Regions from separate parts of the Ovis aries genome. Here regions 1 and 2 are each linked to region 3. A link is a contact called in public Hi-C data. All regions are on one chromosome and are shown on one strand. Each heading gives the region's core, a stretch centred on a gene start, on an enhancer-like site or on the middle of the called end of the contact. The rest is flanking DNA. Distances are from core to core; before and after follow the strand shown.

Region 1 (4,909 bases), core at 1,414-3,913, 330 kb before region 3:
GAGCATTAGGTCTAAATGGTTTTGTTTACAAAGGTGGGAAGAGCTGGCCTTTATCTAATTATGCAAGAATACAGAGAGACTCTAGAGCCTGGCAAACACCTATCCTGCCTCCTGGACCAGAACAAGAAGGCTGGTCTGCCTCCTGAGTATTCTGCTACTGTGTATACAGCAGCCGGCATTGCATAAACACAGCACCATGCTAACTGGCACAGTTTCAGATCCATCCTTTTATTACTTACACCTTTATCCCCCCTCTCTTAAATTGTCAAGAGTTGTGCAAAGAAAGCAAGTTCTGTGTGCTCCACCCAAACACATAGGAAGGGCAGACTTCAGCAGGGCGACCGAGGAAGGGGAGGTAATATCCACCTACTGGAAGTGAGACAGTTCTGGAATTCTTCTCCACAGACTAGCTATGTGACCTTAGAAGTGACTCTGTCTCGAGCTCCAGATTCCTTAAAGGTCAAGTGGGAATGACAGGAGTAAATTCATCTCCAAGACTTTTTGGAGGACTAAATACACTAACAAGTACTGTATGGTAGTTCCTGGGTGAAGAGTTCCTCTTCTGTGGGGGCAGCCAAAGGGCTGTGTGTATCAGCCGGAGAACACCAGCAGGGTCTCCTGCAGGGCTGGAGGTGTTCATTTCCCAGGCGCTCCCTGACATTTCCCCTGACATCCATATTTGACTAACTGTCACAGGCATATTCAGACAGCAGTTTCTAGTGTTCAGGACCTCCTCTCTAAACTGTTCACATCCGCAGGCTGCTGTTCAGTGGGATCCCAGCAAGGGCTCCTAAGTAGGAACCGTTAACTCCTTCCTCAAGTGCTGCTGTTCTGCTCAGGATAAACTGACCCAGAGGAAGGCCCAGCCACCAGCAATTATGAGCAGCCCTGCAGTGCTTGGTATCTCCCTGCAGGGCCCTTAGGTTCACATCTGGGGAAACGGTTGGTGGGAGAACTAGAAAAAAAGATTCCTCTTGTTCTTCCTGATGGGCTGTACTCCAAAGGCAGTAGTTGACAGGAGCGTCTTCTGGGCTTTTCCCAATCCATTTAAAGGCATCTAAAAGAAATGAAAACTGTCTTCACCCCACCCTTTCTTTGCTCTCCCTCTTTTTTTTCTCCTTTTGTCACTCTTTTCTATTCTCATCTCCTAATAGTGATAGCTTTTTCAAAGTATCCTGGTACCAACAGCTCCATACAAAAAAGCACTATTTTCCCCTAAACTAAAAAAAGCCTATAATATAATTTTGAGGGAGAAAACTCAAGGCCAAGGTAAGAAGTGCAATTTTTAAATCTTTTTTTTTTTTTAATGAATGAAGTACCACGCCCTTGTGGGGACAGGAATCTAATATAGACATGTTGGTGTTTGTATGCTCAGTCATGTCTGACTCTTTGTGACTCCATGCACTGTAGCCCACCAGGCTCCTCTGTCCACGGAATTTTCCAGGCAAGAGTACTGGAGTGGGTTGCTGTTTCCTCTTCCAGAGGCTCTTCCCCACCCAGGGATCGAAACTGCAACTCTAGTGTCTCCTTCATCTCAGCTTTTTTACCACTTTTTTCTTTTAACCACTTTTTTACCACTGAGCCACCAGGGAAGCCCCCAATATATGTATAGTATACATATTTTATGCAATGACTAGGATAAAAGCCTTCCATTCTCACCCATTCCCTCAACCCTCTTTCCTGGAGGCGATCACTACTTAATAGTTTGATATGCCTTCTTCCAGACATTTCTGTCATTTTTTTTGGTCATTTGGCAGTTATGTCGTGCTTGCCTACTAGGTTCTGGGCACAGTGATAAGTGTTAGAAACAACAGTGAATAAATGTATATAGATACACATACATGTATTTATCTGTCATATCTATTGGCAAAAGCGAGATGACCAGGGTAATGGGCTGACCCTCAGGACTCAACCAGCCACGCAGAGCAGCTGGAGCATAGTCCACCTGCCCACACCCAGCTGGCTAGAGGGTAACTGAGCTCACACCCTGGCCACCGCTGGCCGCCACAGCTCTCATTACGGTCTGCCATCCTGGTCTTCCTGTTTCTAGGGTCTCCCTCAGCAACAAATTCTGTAGGCACCGATTAAACAAGAAGGAAAGATGAAGAAATGAACTCGAGGACATGAAAAATGCAGCCAGAGGAAGACTGTGTGTGTGTGTGTTTTCTTAAAAATAGTCACTTTTTCATGCCTGTGGATGGGGTAAGGAATGTGTGTGTTGGGGTGGTTGGGGTGGGGGCGGGGAATGGGCAGTGAGTCCCCCCTTTGTGATTAAGAGCAGTAAATACAGTTAGAGACAGTAAGAAGTTTTGCTCCATACTCCTCCCCACGATCTGCCCCACCCGTTTCCTGCTCGGGAGCTGCTAATGAGTAACCCATCTTACCAACCCTCCCCGGGCATCGTCTCAGGCCTGGGTGCTTCGACAACCCTGAGGTTCAGGGAACATTCCTCAGCAGTTACTTAGCTGGGTGATGGGGAAAAAAAAAAAAAGAGCAGCCTAATTGGCTAGTGGCCTTTTCTAGTGAATGAAGGTTTCTGTTTTAAGAAGTAAAGTGACTTCTCAGCGGCTGTTGATTCACTGCCCACAGGGAGATTTTTGAGCAGAGGCTTCCTAGCCTCGGTAGAAATTTGCATACAGCTTCCACTTCCTGCTTCGGAGCCTGTTCCACGGCTTACCTGGGCCGGGAGAGGGTGCAGGGAGGCCTGGAGCAACCCAAGGTAGAGAGGCCCCGAGAAGGAGAGAGCGTGACCACCGGTCTGTCTGTCCTTGGCAGCTCTAAGGTAAGTGCTTCAGTTGTCACCTGACCAACCTTACTTCTTAACTTCTGATCCATTTTCCAAAACAATGTTTTCTCCTTTACCGAAAGTGCCGTCTCACTTTCCTCCGCCTGCCTCTCCCCACCTTTCATTTGTTGGTTCGTGTACAGAGAGACAGCTCCGGCTTAGAACATGACAGCTACGTGTCGGCTGTGAGACAGGGCCAGTGGTTTAGTATTTCAGACAGGAGAGCGAAGATTAACTCTTTGAGGAATAGACATCTACACCCACACACACACCCCTGTGTTTGAGGACTTAGTGTCCCCACGAGTTTTGATGAAGAAGACGTCCCCCCCTCTCCCTCCCTCACCCCCCTTCTCCAGGGAGGGAGCCGGGGAAATAAAAAATGAAGAGTTTGGCTTCCAGCCCCACGATGCATCAGTGGCAGAGGTGGAAGGAGAACTCCCGAGTTTTCTTGATCCCTCTTTCACTCAGGGGAAAAAACCAACACCCTGTTCTTGAGCCAGGAAGTCCAGCCCTGTTCCGTGCTGGCCATGGCTCTGCCAGCCCCTCTGCCCCAGCCCTCCACCCTCCCACACCGCCCAGGCATTTGCTGGCACAGACAGCCGGCCTGAGCCTTTAGGAAAAAACAGGGAGAGAAATGCTATTATTTGCTCTTAGAAGCTTATCAAGCTTCATGTGACTGTCAAGTTCAAGATGGTCTCTTAGTATAGGGGGATATTTTTAAATGAACAGGGAAAGAAATAATAAAAACAGAGGACCTGAAACTTGGTTTCAGATTCTCCCTCCTCTGCTTGCTGACTCTGTGCTGCTGCTGCTGCTAAGTCGTTTCAGTCGCGACCCACTCTGTGCGACCCCATAGGCGGCAGCCCACCAGGCTCCCTGGGATTCTCCAGGCAAGAGTACTGGAGTGGGTTGCCATTGCAACTCTGTGACTTAGGCAATTTACTTCTTTTTTTTTTTTGACTCAGGCCTGGATTTCTTCATCAGTAAAATGTGGATGGGGGTGGTGAGCTAAGATTATGTTGAAATTCACTTCTAAGAAAATAAGGCGTCGGTGATGAAAATCCCAGAGGGGCAGCCATAGTGGGCGGTCTCAGAAGATATGTGTTTTTTTTTTACTGATGATTCAAATATATTAATCTTACCTATCCTACTAGATAGTCCCTGGAGGAAAAGGACTTAATCCTTCTTTACCCTCTAGCACTCAGAATACTATCAGACACCTCAGGGGCGCTCAGGTTTCTTCCACATAAACTGCTCTGATTCGTTTCACTCATCTATAAAAGGTGAAGCCTTAGCCTGGGTGAAAGGCTGGGGGTGGGTAGAGGAGGGTACTGGGCAGCCGCATGGCTGTGTGGGAGAGCTGCCTGGAATTTAGATATAATTTTTGACTCAAGTTAAATAGAACACAGGGGGTTTCTTGAATTAGTTTATGTCCCATTTGGGTTACCCAGGAAGAAATGGCCTGTGCACTTGCCCACAGAGTCCAGGCAGCGCCAGAGAGCTGGCACACAGGCCTGGCTCCAAAAGGCTGTGTTACTGACTTAGCTGGAGCTGGAAATGACTCCTTGGCTAGACCAGTCACTTTGTGTGGGGCCTTTAATGGGAGGTGAAAGGAAGCTGTGAGGCACATCCTGATACCATGTAAGGGTGATGACTAGGATCAGACACATTATTAGATGGTAAACACCCTGAATTCTTAACCTTTTCCAAACCACTACTTTGTTTAAAAAAAAAAAAAATCATTGTTTCTTTTGAGCTAATTCTCTCCCTCCATACAGTTCACACAGGCCCTGGCTGAGTGGGATGGGCCGACTCAGGGCTTTTGGTTTTGCTCAGCTGTTTCTGTGGAATATGAAGGCCCTGCTATGGTCCTCATCATGCTTTCAGATAGCTATCTCTCTCATCCTGGGATGAGAGGACAGGAATTTCAAGATGTTTCACCTGTGATGCGTTACTGATTTTTATTTTCAAATAACATGCACCATTATCTGAAATCAAGCCAACTGTAGTTTGCTGCCAGCCAAGCTTTGACCCAGAAAGACCACCCACAGACATTCTTCATCTTGTGTCATTTGTGATGGAGCGGCCCCTGCTTCGCTCGGTGCTTGGGGTGAGCTGACTAAG
Region 2 (4,537 bases), core at 1,755-4,254, 400 kb before region 3:
TAAAAGATGGAGAAGGAAGAGCTCTGAAATTACCAAACCTTGTGGATATGGCAGCACAGGTAGGCCCTCGATTCCTGCCTTAGGTTTACCAGCGAGTGAGTACCGTGGAGTCACGTGTAATGTGCATTTCCCCGGTCTACGCAGGTTGCCGCGGGAATGGCGTACATCGAGCGCATGAACTACATCCACAGAGACCTGCGGTCAGCAAACATTCTCGTGGGGAATGGACTAATTTGCAAGATCGCTGACTTCGGATTGGCCAGGTTGATCGAGGACAATGAGTACACGGCAAGACAAGGTGGGCGCTTGAATGAGGAAGGCTCGTGATCTTGCACATCCCTTCCCTCCTTTCCTCCAGAAAATATTCAGAATGTCATTCTTCAGCTGGGTTTTTCCTTCTTGATCTGGCAGGAATCTGACCGCACTGCAGATGGGAGACCGTAGTGGGTTCAGTTGACCCTCTGCCTTTCGAGGAGAGGGTGAGGAAGCCGCTCATCATTCCGTCAGAGTCTCAGCCAAAACAGAAGGCACTCTCACTGGAGAATTTAATAAAGGAGTTATTTGCGACAGCGCAGGCAGGGTTTAAGAAAACCAGCAGGGCGTGATGCGGCCTCCCAGAGCTTGTAACAGCTCCAGAACTAAGAGCGAGCAGCTGTGCGTGGAGACCACCACTGGCTGAGACAGGCCTCTGGGGGAGTCACGCCCAGGCTCACTCTTCAGCCCTCCTACAGGTCTCCTGCCAAGCCCAACTAGAGCCAGCAGTCAAAGGAGCCACTGACAGTCCAGATGGGCCCCGAGAAGGGAGAAGACAGGTAGAGAGGGGATCTAGAGGGCCAACAGGAGAGAACAAGAGTCACTCGAAAAGCTCTACTTCCTTGAATCATCCCCCTCCATTCCACCCTTCAGAAGATTTATAGAAATCAGCCTCCAGATAAAATACATCTCAAACCAACAGCCACTCCAGTGGGACAACTTTTCAGGTTCTTCTAGGGTACTAGCTAGGAGAGAAGGAATTCCCAGGGTTACTTCCTTTCTTCCAGAACTTTACACAGTGGTCAAAGGGTAAATGTGTGGAATTAAGTGTACAGTTTGCAATGGAACATAGGCTCTTCATGGTGAACATAACATGTCTGAAGGAAGAGGGGTCAGCTTCATTGTTGTTCTTAACCAAAACCCAGTCATTCTGAGCAAGGCTGAGCAATGACTGGAATAGGTTACAGGGCGGTGTTATCTACTGGAGGTTGTAATAGTTAGCTCTGCACTTCTTCTTTCTCGCCTTCTTTTCTAATTCTTTCATTTCTTGCCAGTTTTTCCCTCCTTTTATCCTTCTTGGCAGTCTCAAGCGATGAGGGGAAAAAATGCTAAACTAAGACCCTGCCACTACAGATACTGTCGGCCACTACAGATACTGTCGGCTAAATTACATGTCGGTCAGACAGCTCGGCTATTTGAATTTCCCCAACATGTGGCAGTTCTTGTCTTGGAGCCAAAGGCCGACACTTTGAGCATGCCCATTCATCACACACATGCACATGTGCATATGCACACACTTACACGCACACACACACAGTGCAGGGCCAGATGGTATGCCGTATCACTAATCAAAGGCACGTGGGCAGCTTTGATTGGCGCTGCAGTCCAGAGAGGACTCTGGGCACGATTTTAGTCAGGATGAGCTGAGAGGGTCTGAAGTGCCCCCGGGTCTGAGACCTGGCCCTAAATGAGAGAGTTTACCCCGAGGCAAACCTGTCAGATCCCAGCTCACAGACCCAGAAGGAGAGGCGAGCGGGTGAAGGTTGAGAGACATGAGTCTTTGGTTTAGGAAGGAGTGAGTCGCGTCAGCATGCTTCTGTGTGTGAGTGTTTTGGGGCTGGAGGGAGCAGTTCAGGATTTGTTTCTCCCATTCCCCCAGGCTCTGGACTGTCTGGAATTTGTCATTAGCACACTTGAGTCATCAATAAATGAGAACGTTGGCAGGGCCTGAAGCCCGAGCGTGCTGGCAGGGGTGCTGTTGACAGGGCTGGGTGTTTAGTTCATGGGGTGAGATGCCCAGGCTGTGCCCCTGGGTGATTGGCGTCTGGGGGAAGGCACGTCAGGAGCCCTCGCTGCAGTCCCCTCAAAGTGTGCTGCTGCTGTGGAGCAGGGCTGTGCGGCTGCCCTGAACCCCAGCCCTCCTGTCCTGCCTTCCTCCCGATTGTCTTTCTGGTGGTGTCCTCTCCAGCTCCATCACCTTCCCAGATGTTGTCCTGATGCCCTTCAGAGGGCCAGCTTCACACCCTTAATTTCCAAATAGAATATTCCACCCTTCCCTCTTCCAATTCTTTTTTCTTCTCTCTTCCCTTTTACAAGTATCTTCTGTGTGCTAAGTTGCTTCAGTCATGTCCAACTCTTTGCAACCCTATGGACTAGAGAATTAAACTGGGGAGGAAAAAACAAAGACTGAGGCCCTGGGACTGGCCAGGAGAATAAAAGAAATATTGCAACAGAGGACAAAGAAGGAGCAGGGGTGTTTATAGGAAACCTACCCAGTGCCAGGTCCAAGCGGGCAAATGTGAGGAGTGGAGTGGGAAAGATAGATACAGGCTCAGAGAGGCTGAGTAACAGACAAAGCCACACAGCTAGTCAAGGGGCAGAGTCAGCATTTGGATTCAGGCATGGCTGGTCCTGTTGCATCTACCCTTTTATGCTATGCTGACTGTCTCTCATCAGGACAGTGATTGAAAGAAGAGAAAAATTTAAAAATTGAGAGGATTAGTCATAAGCTCCTTTTCCCCTTTATTTTATAGAAGCACTTTTAAGAGGCAGCTTCTAAAGTGCATATGAGGGGAGTTGGAAGACCTTCATCTGCTAGCTCCAGGTCAGCCCAGCTGTTTACAGAACACCTCCAGGGGTCTGCCCTGTGCCCAGGCCGCTTTACGAGGCAGGAAGGGCCCAGTGTGTATCCACTGGCGTGCTCTGCAGATGGCATGCATGCTTCATGCTGAAGTTTCTGCAGGGAATTAGTCAGTGCTTCCAGACAGCTGCTCCGTGTGCCTGAAAATATTTATAAGCCCGGTTTTATGTTCCCCACAGGCCTCAGCCAGGCCGCATCTTGTTTATGGAAGTGTGGGCAGTGTTGAGAAGTGTGTGCCGATCACAGGTATTTTCAGACTGTGGGTAACTGTTGTTTCTCAACACAGTGGTGAGGTTCCCATCTAAGGGCTCGCTGAAATGTCTCTCCCTCCTCCTATCTGGTGGATGAGCTGGCATTTCCCCAGGCACCTGCAGAATGGGATTTGGGACCTGGGTTAAACAGCTGCTCCTGAGTTCCTTTGTCTTCCCCTCCCTGCCCCACTGGATTGTAAGCGGCAGCCCCGTATCAGGGAGAAGGTCAAGACCAGGCCCAGAGTTGGTGATGGTGGTCCTCTGCCAGTAGCATTCTGGAGGCAACTAGCAATCATTTGGTATCATTCATTTTCTTACCTCTGCATGTCCCCCAGTGACAGCAGTTAGGTCTTCTGTCCAATCTGGATCTCCAGGTAATGGCAACCGTCATTATTTGAGTGCCCTTCAAAGTGAAGGGGCTTTGATAGGAGCTCCTGAGCGAAAGAAGCCAAAGACTAAACCGGGGCAAGCTGCCAGCATGGAGTCAGATGAGATCTGAAACCCACCCCATCGCCCACCAGCTCTGGGGCCTTGGGCACATTACCTAACTTTTCCACACCTTTGCTTGCTTGTCTGTAAAGTGGAAACATATTTTCCCTGTTTTGTGCTTTTGTTTTTGCAAAGATTAAGTGAAACAGCACATGTAAATTGTTTAGCACAGTACCTGGCATGTAGCAACTGGTAAACAAAAAGGACTCTTGTTATTCTGTCTGGACAAGACTAAGTTCTTGAGGAATAAACAAATTCCAGATTGGCCAGAGACACGTGGAAAGGCCCAGCCACCATCCGGGAAAGGGAGAGAAGGATCAGAGCTAATTCCCTGTGGTCAGATATGAGTGGTCATGACGATGCAGTTGCCAGCAACAGGCGTGAGTGAGTCAGGAAGGTTTTCTTTTCCAAGAACAAGGGTGAGTTTGGTTTGGTTTGGGATTTGTTGAGCTTAAGGTAGTTGTGGCCGAGTTTGATGTCCAAGCCCAGAGAGGTCAGTGGGGGTGCCCTCACCCGGTCCCATGGCCACGGGTCCTCACCTCTGAGGACTCCTCCCCACATCACCACCCCTCAGCCAACCATGGCCTCTCACCCCCATGCTGCCTGCACCCTCCCTTGAGGTCTGATCACAGCCCCTCCTGCCACCAGTTCCCCAGAGGTCCCACACAGACAGACCATGCGAGAATTCTTGAAAAAAAGTTTCTTCCTGAGCTTTTAGGAAGCTCGGTGCTGACGAATACTGATTTAAACCTAACAAGCTCAGATAGACATAGCTTACGTATCAGAATGATTTGCTTTTGTGGACACATTTTTTTTATTGAGTCATAATATATGTACAATAAAATGAATAGGTCTGAAGTATACAACTCAGGGAATTTTTACATATGGGGATGCCCTTGAAATT
Region 3 (4,860 bases), core at 214-2,713:
CCTGCATGCACCGGATTTAAAAACGAAATTTTATTCAAAGACTTGCAATTTTAGCAAAAATTAGGGGCTGCATTTGGCTTTCACAGGAAATTCCTTGGACACTTAAAAAAATGTTTCCAATCGGTCTACATTTCAAGAATAAGGGCTTCTAATTGCACGACTCTGCCCTAAACGCTTGGATGTAGCCCCTCCCAGGACGCGGGCACAGGCACAGAGTTAGCGACTAATACATGAACGGAAGGCAGTGCCCCCGCTGTAACCAAATTAGTCCCACCTGCAACGCATTTAACAGGACGAGGAACGGCGTTTGCATTGACTTTTCTTCGAATACAAATACTCTAAGAATTAACTGTACCTCAGGGAAAGATAGTAAGTGGCCAGAAGTGACAGCTCAGAGAACTCACCCTCCCAACTCCCCAAGACCCCAATATTTAAGACAAGCTACTAAGGGAAGTTTTCTGGAATAAAGTAACCGCCTTATTCCAGAAAACGACGGCCAAGACGTTTGGCAAAAGGCTAAACTAGCCTTGCACTTTGTTCTGGGAAAAACATTCAAGGATCAGAAAATTTGTTTTACGTAAGATTATAGGCAGACTAGGAAACATTCCTGGCTCAACCACTTAACCGGCTGTGTGGTCCGAAAAAGTCACTCTTCCTGTCTGGGTCTATTTTCCCATATGCAAGAATAAGGGGTCAATTCAGTCAAACGAAGACAAGAACCCAGTAAAGCAGCTTTGTGCAATAATTTGGGCGTTGGGTGAGCGGCTATAGACCTGGCGACTCCTCTTGCATTCTCCTGACCCCACAGAGGAGAGGTAGAAAGGTTTGCTGGAACTGGATGACATTATATATTACGAAAATCTATTTTACACTTGACAATATTTCTCGAAAAATCGCAATTGTGCCCATTTTACAGACTGCAAAACTGAGGCTCAGGCAGATGGATGAGCCCAAGGTCACGGAGTCTGCAAGCGGCGGAGACAAGAGCACAGAAGGCCGCGTTCTCTGCAGAACGTCTGCCCTCGTCTCGGTTTGGGAGGGTTCCAGCCCCGGCTCTCACCAGCCCCAGGAAGGCGGCACACAGGAGGACGGTGATGAACCAGCGCAGCATGCTGTCTGCCCGGCCGCTCCGCCGGGAACCCACCACTGCCTCCGGCTCATTGTCCGCCGGGGCCTCGGCCTGGAGAAGCCGCTGCCCGGCAGCCGGGGCCCCGGCCCCACAGGGTTCCAGTTCCAGCTCCATCGTGGCGGCTCCCGAGCAGCGGTCTCGCTACCGCTCGGCTTCTCAGCGGAGCCTCGGGAACTCGGCACCCTGCCCCGGCCTCGTGCCTCCAGAGCCTGCGGTCCCGGCTGGCGCCACCTCCCCGGGGGTGGCCCTAGTCCGCGCGGAGGAGTCGAACTTCGAGACGCGCCGGCCGCCGCAGGCTGCGGCCGCGCGCCCTCCCTCACGCAGGGCGCCTGCGCAGATCACATGGCGGAAATGTGGCCTCTCGCCAACCGCGGCCTCTCCCCAAACCGGAAGTTGATGTGGTTGCCCAGGAGACCCGACGTCTCTCTCAGGCCTCCGCATCACACTTAGCTGAGCCCACAGAGGCCCTGCAGGCGGGCGCCCCGTGGCGGAGCGAGCTGAAGCTGCAGCTTGGGACGAGTTAGGAGGTAAGATGCAGCCGAGCCGTCACGAGGAATTGCTGGCCGAGAAACGCAAGGTATGGCTTCGCGCCCGCTCCCTGGGTCTCCTCGTGGGGCGGGCGGGTGGGGCCAAGGGAACCCCCAAGATCTCTCTCTTATGCAAGTTTACAAAAGTTCTGCCCTAGTTCCTTTGAGTTCTGTCGTTCACCTGTCACTCTACATTTGTTGAGCCAGTATGTAAACTTCACGTGTATGATCTCAATTGATCCTCTTAACAACACTCTAAATTCCATATTATCCTGGTTTTACAGATAGGAGGGTGGAGTCATAGTAACAACTTGCCCAAGGTCAGTGAGCGAATCAGTGGCTGTTCATAAACAGTGTAATACTAGCTCAAAAAAGAAATCTGGAGCCAAAGCTGCGGTTTCCAGCACACTCTCGCCCCAATCTCTACAAATATTTCCACTGTTGTAAGGAAGTGGAGCAGGGCATCGATTTGCAGAATCCCCGAATTAAGACGCAGGTTCCATCCCTGGGCTGAGTAGATCCCCTGGAGTAGGAATTGGCAACCCACTCCAGTATTCTTGCCTGGAAAGTTCCATGGACAGAGAAGCCTGGCCGGCTGCACCCCTTGGGGTCGCAGGGAGTCGGAGACGACTGAGCATTAAGCACTGAACTGGATAAGATTATACCAGCGGAAAAGGAAAAACTTTATATTCTGTATCCCACTTTAGTTTTTTGTCTCCTTTTGCTCCTTGACCAGACAGACCAAAAGTGTATTTCTCTTTGTTGTCTATCTGGAGTATTCTTTTCCACCTAATTAATCCTTAGCTCATCCACGGTAGGCTCCCAATTATACCACACCTGAGTGTCATCATTTCCCTTGCAGCCCAGCTTCATTGATTTGGTCATTAAGTACTTTCCCCATGTACATCAGAAAGTACAGGTGCTATGACTTAAGAGAACCCATTTTAGATTTCAGAGTCAGGGAATATGTCTCTAAGTTTCATGGGGTTGAAACAAAAGGCATATATATATATATTAAAAAGAATAAGATATGATATGGGAGAGGTAGATTAGGTCCAAATTGGTAAGGGCAAATCCAGATTGCCTCCATTTCTTTCTCTTCTCCTTCTGAGACTCTTAATGACTTATACATTAAACCTTTTGATACAGTCACAAAGGTCCTTGCTGCTCATGTTCCTTTTTTTTTCCTAGCCATTGTTTCCACCTCGGCTCTTGAGTTTTGGAGAAGGCAATGGCAACCCACTCCAGTACTCTTGCCTGGAAACTCCCATGGATGGAGGAGCCTGGTGGGCTGCAGTCCATGGGGTCACTAAGGGTTGGACAGGACTGAGCGACTTCACTTTCCCTTTCATGCATTGGAGAAGGAAATGACAGCCCACTCCAGTGTTCTTGCATGGAGAATCCCAGGGACAGGGGAGCGTGGTGGGCTGCCATCTATGGGGTCGCACAGAGTCGGACACAACTGAAGCAACTTAGCAGCAGCACCTCTTGAGTTTAGATAAGCACTGTTGATTTCTTTATCTTCAAGTATGTTGCACCCATCCAGTGAATTTATTTCAGTTATTGTACTTTTCAGTTCAAAATTTCCACCTGGTTCTTTTTCATAGTTTCTTTTTCTCTGCTAAAGATGCCTATCTTTACATTCATCTTTACCTCCTGGAGCATATAATAGCTGCTTTAGAGTGTTTGAAAATTCTAGCAACTGTGTTATCTCAGAGTTTGTGTCTATTGCTTGTCATTTTCCCCTTGGAATTTGGTCACGTTTTCCTAGATTTTTTGTATGACAGGTAATTTTGTATTGTATCCTGGACATATGTCAGTTACACTGTGCAGACTCTGGGTCCTGTTAAAATCCTCTGGAGAATGTTTCTTTAAGCAGGCCATCAACCTGGTTAAGTTCAGGCTGCAAGTTTCCTATAGCCTTCTGTGGGTGACGATGCCAATCTCAGTTCAGTTGTCAAAGTCCGTGCTGTGCTGCTCTGGGCCAGTCCTGAACATGCAGCATTCCCGGGATCATCTGAGACTTGGGCAGTGGTTTACCTCTCAGACCAGTCATCAGAGCTGTTGCTGTGCTGCTTGGGGCCTCTCACATGCACAGGGGCAAACCCAAGGGGCTTAGATGGTTCATACACCAAATTTTAGGGGTCACCTTTTCTAGCTCTCCCTTCCTCCCCTCCCCACTCACTTTCCAGTCCACAGAGTCTCCATTTCTCAGTTCGTTGGACCAGAAAGATGGGGTTTCCATCAGAGTTTTAGCTACTCAGAACACAGCTACAAGAAAAAAGAGGCAGGGAAAGCCAGGCAGTTCATTGCCTTGCAGGTTTCTTTTCTCTAAGTCTCGATTCCCCGCTCCTTTGTTGACTTTTCACAGTCCTCAAGTACTTTCTGTCTGTATTTCATCATGAGTGGAGATGGGCTGGAGCAGGCTTCGGGCGCCAGTGCTGAACCAGCACTCTGCCTCCCTGTCTTCAATCTGCAGAGTCAGCTGAGGTGTGTCACCTCCTCTAGGAAGCCTCTTCTGACCCTCCTCTTAGTCTCTGCTCTGTTTTAGTTCCCCTCTGACACATAAATAGGAAAATTCTGTGTGAAGTAGCCAGTGGCCTATTAGAATTATGCATGAGTCCATAAATACAGAATTTTCCCATTTATGTGTCAACTTCCCTTTTATACCAGGAATGCCCAAAGGAAGGTGATTATGTCTGATTTAGTCTTTAGCATAGTGCCTGGGACACAATATGTCTTCAGTAACTGTTTGTCGAATGTGGTAGACTTTTTCTGAACAGTCTAACCAAAAATCTGAATTCCTGTGTAGCCACGCTACCCCTGAATGTTCTAAACATTCTAGCTTGTGTTACGGTTGTTTCAACACTTACTTTTAGCTCCCTAGGAGATTGTAAGTTCAGTAAGATGGAAAGTATGGACCTTACGTCTCTCTCTCCCCTGTGGCATTGTATTATATACTTTATAAATATTATGTAATTGAATTGAGGGTTGTTGTTGCTGTTGTTCAGTCACTAAGTCGTGTCTGACTCCTTGCGACCCCATGGACTGCATCACTCCAGGCTTCCCTGCATTGAGGTTCAGTAAACTAATTTTAAAGTTAAATGTTTTAATTCACCCTAATTAAACATCAAAATAATTTTTTTTCCTCCAAGGGAAAGATCTGCTTTCTCATTCTACCCACTTCACTCCAGAAAGCAGCAG

What was found. A called contact is a pair of places that touch in the nucleus more often than the background predicts.
Region 1: a contact with region 3 is called in a Hi-C map of muscle, with 4 times the contacts expected there. The contact joins the promoter of TRAF3IP2 here to the promoter of MFSD4B in region 3. A contact is called at or near these places in 2 of 16 Hi-C or Micro-C datasets (muscle and skin fibroblasts).
Region 2: a Hi-C map of muscle shows a contact between it and region 3, with 4 times the contacts expected there. The contact joins the enhancer-like site here to the promoter of MFSD4B in region 3. A contact is called at or near these places in 3 of 16 Hi-C or Micro-C datasets (muscle, skin fibroblasts and tail adipose tissue).

Annotation. Positions count from the first base shown.
Region 1 is chr8:26,133,120-26,138,028 of ARS-UI_Ramb_v3.0, forward strand. It overlaps TRAF3IP2 (TRAF3 interacting protein 2), which reads left to right and starts at 2,664. Exons shown (of 9, transcript XM_060419494.1): 1 at 2,664-2,782.
Region 2 is chr8:26,065,002-26,069,538 of ARS-UI_Ramb_v3.0, forward strand. It overlaps FYN (FYN proto-oncogene, Src family tyrosine kinase), which reads left to right. Exons shown (of 14, transcript XM_060419485.1): 11 at 1-59; 12 at 145-298. Among named protein-coding and RNA genes, the nearest start is that of TRAF3IP2, 69 kb to the right of the region's middle. Within about 2 kb of position 3,005, at least 10 of the 54 cell types and tissues checked have an H3K27ac peak or open chromatin away from gene starts, as enhancers often do. A contact at or near this core is called in muscle and tail adipose tissue, where this site is marked.
Region 3 is chr8:26,466,852-26,471,711 of ARS-UI_Ramb_v3.0, forward strand. It overlaps MFSD4B (major facilitator superfamily domain containing 4B), which reads right to left and starts at 1,464. Exons shown (of 5, transcript XM_004011484.6): 1 at 1,061-1,464. The coding sequence starts at 1,243.